Linked DNA regions of Gossypium hirsutum: region 1 is linked to region 2. The links are chromatin contacts, called in public Hi-C maps. All regions are on one chromosome and are shown on one strand. Each heading gives the region's core, a stretch centred on a gene start, on an enhancer-like site or on the middle of the called end of the contact. The rest is flanking DNA. Distances are from core to core; before and after follow the strand shown.

Region 1 (2,700 bases), core at 86-2,585, 330 kb after region 2:
GGTCCAATTTAGCGACTTCACTGGAAAGTGTTCTTCCAGTATCATTGTCACGCAGTCCCCTCCTGTCAAAAAGACCGTGAGCTGGTTTATGTGGAAGTACACCAGCCCTTGGCATATCGAAATCTCTATCCCAGTGCGCTTCAGTTTTCGAGTAACCCTGATCCTTCCTGTGGTCCGAAACATGACCTGTATCACGCTCATCATCAGCCCAATCAGATCTTGGATTCAATCGAACCAAAGGAAGCGGCCCCGGGAAGTACTCATCCTGCTTCCTGCCTTGTTCTAATAAACGAGAACCACTTGTACGACGAGCTTCTCCACCTTTCTCACTCAATTCACTGTCAACGGCAATTCTCCCCGACCGCAATTGAGGAAGCATATCAGTAACTGAATTTGATCGCGATCCGTCCCCATGCTTATCAGACAACTCCTGACCTGCCATCGCCAATTGCTTCTGCTTCTGATTCAAACCATCTGTCTGTTTCTTTTCAGCCCCTGATACAACAGGTAATGCTGCTTGCAATGAAGGAAATTCCTCTCTCTTCAAAACTGTAGCTTTATCCAAAGGCAGACAACCTATCGCTGAAGCAGATGTGGAGGAAGTTGACCCTGACCTAACAGGAGGCGGCATATAAACACCACTACTTACCTTAGTCATCCCATCATCAGCATTCAAACGATCAACCCCGTCATTCACATGATCATCACCACCAACCAACCCTTCTTTCTCCTGCCAAGCAACTGAACCGGGTTTGGCCCATCCCATTCCGGACGAACCAGGCCTTGGCCCACTCACGGAAGCGCCTCCATTGGCGGGCACACCACCGGGTCCCAAAGAATCAAATCGCTCATGTTCCTTTCGCAATGATGGTAAATTCAAGGGGGGTGGAACAGATAACTTGGACCCACTCTTTTGGGAGCTACGAGGACGTGAAAGAACCACCATTCCTCCATTGCCAGCACCGGTACGTGCCCGATTTGACCCATAGGAACCCGAATGATGTGAATGGTAATGCTGTTTAGATGATTGTTGGGCATAATACTTGTTCAGATTCACTGAAACGAACTTATTCCCGCCACCGGAATTTGCCATGGGAGGGTCCGACCCGAGCTGTTAACCCGTTTGACGGATGCCGATGATCCCCGCCAAAGTATCAAAGTCCTAACCCTAGATTTTCCCTCCCTCAATATTCCCTGATTAAAATAATTATAAGAAACACAATATAAACAAGAATAAAAGAACAGATCAATCTCACTGTAACTACGAAATGAGAAGGGGGGAACTGGCTCCAGAATTTTATTCTAGTTTCTAATTAGGGTTTCGGTTTTGTATGCTAATTTCTATATTTTACTTTTATTTTTTTAAAAGGAAACAAGGGAGAAAAATGAAGCGTAGGATAAGGACTTACCTTCAGGTGCGTAGGTTAGAGAAGGGATATGCTAACGTGCGCACTCCAAAACCTGATAGCGAGAGAAGAGTTGGGAATGGGAGAGATGGCAAATCGATATAAATATAATTAATACCAAAACATATGTTTAGAATAAACATACAATAAACAACCAAACATATTATTTAAAACTAATTAATCATAATAATATAAAAAATATGTACCATATTAAAATAAAAATAAATTAAATTATAAGTAAAAGAAAATTTAAACATATAAATATATCAGATAAAAGCACTAAATGCATTTTTATAATAATTTAAACATTTCTTAATTTCCTAATCGAGTTAGTACTCGGTTAACTCGTGACACCAACTTAGTTAGAGATTTTGCTCATTTTAAATACGAAATGACATTTTTATAATTTCCTAACCAAGTTAGTACCTGGTTAACCCGTGACACACCAACTCAGTCAGGGATTTTATTAATAATATAAATATACAGCTAACAGAAATAATAACTTGTGCATATTAAAATAAAAATATATAAATACATCAAAATGAAGTTTTGGTTGAGTGGTAAATTTAAGATTTTACTAATCCAGTTGGCTCGGGTTTAAATCCAACCATATGCATATTTTAATTGGTTTTTATTAAAATGAAAATATTAATATATTCACAAATATTATAACTTATTTTAATTATGGAAGGGCATTTTCGTAACTTTTAACCAAATTGGTAACATGGTTGGAGTGACACCAACTTAATAAATAGCATAGATATATACAACTGGTAGAGATAATAAATTGTGCATATTAGAAAAATGTATAAAAAAATCAAAATAATGCTTTAGTTGAGTGGGAAATTTAAAATTTTATTTATCCAATTAGCATGAGTTTAAATCTCTTTATATGCATTTTTTCTTGGTTTTTGTTAAAATAAAAAACTAAAATGCCCTCAAATGATATGACTTATTTTAAATACGGAAGGGCATTTTCATAATTTCCTAATCAAGTTGGTACCAAAGTTAGCCTGTAACACCAACTCAGTTAGGGATTTTATTAATAATATAGATAATACATATATATATAAGAGATAGTTGTAAAGAACTTTTAACCCCTTTTATGGGTTAGTATTTGGCACATGATCTACAACAATTCGTTGCGGCAAATTAGAGCCCTTTCGATACTTAAAGAGTTTGTTTTGAACCATTTTATCAGTATTTCGATTAGTTTACCAATTTAGTATATGAGATGCAATTTTAATAAAATAAGCATTTTTACGCATATTTTGGTATAGTAACAACTTGGTGG
Region 2 (2,700 bases), core at 147-2,646:
TGTGGTGTGTAGCGGTGGGGTAGGATCTATGCTATTAAAATCGAAACTATATGGCATCCATAAAAACATATACATTCAAATCTGGGATTTCTAATATGACATGTATATGTATATTGTGAGTGATCTGAAACATAGGTATTCTGAAAGTGTCATTGAAAATTATTTCTATGTGACATATTAATATGTTTAATCATTTGCATTGGTTTTCTTGTGATTAAACTCACACCGAGCATCATAGCTCACTCCCCCTTTAATTTTCATCCTTACAAATAACCCACTAGGTTAGGACGCGGACACGACATTCGGAGGGTCTCTGCTCGGCTTTATTTATTAAAATATTTATATTTATTATTTGATATTTTATTATTCAGAGATTGTATTATTTAATTTTGAATTGTTTTGTGGGATTTAGGATTTGTTTTCTTTTAGCATACATGACTTTTAATTTGATTTTAGGTTACTGAAATATAAATATTAATTAGTTATGCATGAACTTTAGTTTTTATGAAAAATATAAACTATTATTACTTTTCCACTGCTAAGTTATAACTAAATTTTGAGTAATAAATAAGTCGATAATTAACTAACTTCTCTTCTAAAATAATCAAATTTTTTAAAATGATTGTTTTCAAAACTCCAATAACTTATTGGGTCATTTCGGTGGCTAATGTAATCTTCCGAATTCAGGTCTAATAATTAAGCGGGGTTAGAGAGGTTACAATTTTCCACTTTTCCACTCCATGCTCCTATACTTCCACTTTTCTACCCAACTAAGTAGTCGAAGAATTTTTCATGTAGAGGAGATTTGTAAAAGAGTGTTTCAAGAAGTAATATATATACCTTTGTTAAGAGAGAAGCTAATGGCGCTGCAGACAGGGTTGCTAGTCAGGCTAAAAAGAGGATGAGTCTAGAAGACTGAATGAATTCACCGACATCTTCTTTGGTACATATACTGAGCAGAGATGGCTTGCCAACTTGGCACTAGGTGTTTTCTGTCTGTATTGACATGTTATCAATAATGTTTGTTTTAAATGGAAAACGAAATCAGTTAATTTATATATTGTATCCAAAGCATTAAAATTTCAAAATTTAATATCTACAATCACACTTCCCTACATGGACTCGATACATATGTAAGAAACTATTGACAACATATTTTTACAATGTGAACTGATCTGTACTGAGTTAAATTCTAGAAAGAAATGTACATTTTTGGTTTTTGAAAAGAATAAAGAATGCCCAACTTCTTCCATATATAAGGTGGTCCAAGAATTTAGGAAACTATCAAAATTTAACCAATAAAAAAGTACACGTGAAACGTTAGTGGGAAAGCACTGCACATTGGCAGCAACCGATGGTTCTATATTGTTTGAGGCAGATCAGAATTGCCAACACTCTGTAGAGTTCTCGAGGTTAATTGAGCAACACGACAAATTCCATTAGCCCCATTAGACCACCCCCTTTTAAAGTGCCAGTTTCATATTTCATTACAGTTTTCGTCAATTTTCTTCCTATTATTAATTAATAATGGACCACTTTTAACGATGACTTAAATTATGAAACACCGTACTTCAATTCACTTCCATTGATTGGAGGTTTATGAAAAAGAATAGTTTAATTAAATTTTTTTGTCTATATTATTTACCTTTTGGTATAAATGATTTCTCTTGTATACTGTGGATAAGGTTTTTCAAGATGGGTGATAACTGATAAAAGTAAAAAATCTTCAAAGCTATCAAAGTATCAAAAATGGCTTTCCTTGAATCAAGCAGGAGCTGTGTTTGTGGATAAATAATAATAATAACAAAGGGAAAAAAGTTTAGATTTGAAGAATATTATAAGTATAGACAGACAATTTACGAATCATTTAAAGAATTCATCTTTACTTTTTTCTTAAAAAGATAATAATCATTTGATCTGCCCATATTGATGGGTTAGAATTCATTCATCATCCTTTTGGGATAATCCCCATATATTAAAATACAAGAAAAAGAACTCCTAAAATTAACCATATTTTTGGATGAATATTAAAATTATTTTTATTCAATGTGTAAAGTTTATATGAATTTTGATTTACATTCAATTTTAAAAAATTACTAACTAGATAAGTTAATTTGGATTACGGATTCGGATATCTGTAAATATTCAATATGAAATTTGCAAATTCAGATACCAAAATTACTATCCGCTAGAGATGCAAATAGACCCCTTGGATATCTATTAGCCGAGTCTGCATTTGTTATTCGAATCTCAAATATCTACAGATATTCGACTCTTCATAACTTTTCCAAAAATATTTAAAATTTTGATTCCAACAAGATTCAAACACATGACTTTTGACAATTAAAATTATACTTTAACCATTAAAACTAATCTTCAATTTTAGTTAGTTTACATAAATTATTAAAAAAAATATAAATATCAATAAAAATATTTTCTAAAATTAAATATTTTAATTAATAATAAAATTAAATATAATAATAAATAATAAGTTTAATAAATTTAAATATGTTAAAAAATTATCAGACGAATATATCTTATTTAAACATTTTTTCTTTCAAATCTCGTATAGCTTTTCTTAATTTTTTTTTTTGTATTTGTAACTAAACAATGAGATGAAATCATTAGAATTTCTAAATTTGCGATTATCCCTTTTAGTATTTGATCAACTCAGTTAGTTAAATTATTTTAAACAAAAAA

Evidence for each region. A called contact is a pair of places that touch in the nucleus more often than the background predicts.
Region 1: a Hi-C map of leaf shows a contact between it and region 2, with 2.6 times the contacts expected there. The contact joins the promoter of LOC107925448 here to the enhancer-like site in region 2. A contact is called at or near these places in 10 of 34 Hi-C or Micro-C datasets (callus, hypocotyl and leaf).

The regions. Positions count from the first base shown.
Region 1 is chrA12:21,739,281-21,741,980 of Gossypium_hirsutum_v2.1, forward strand. LOC107925448 reads right to left here and starts at 1,336. Exons shown (of 7, transcript XM_016856139.2): 1 at 1-1,336. The coding sequence starts at 1,093.
Region 2 is chrA12:21,409,410-21,412,109 of Gossypium_hirsutum_v2.1, forward strand. No RefSeq gene overlaps it. Among protein-coding and RNA genes, the nearest start is that of LOC107933338, 8.2 kb to the right of the region's middle. Within about 2 kb of position 1,397, at least 2 of the 9 cell types and tissues checked have an H3K27ac peak or open chromatin away from gene starts, as enhancers often do. A contact at or near this core is called in leaf, where this site is marked.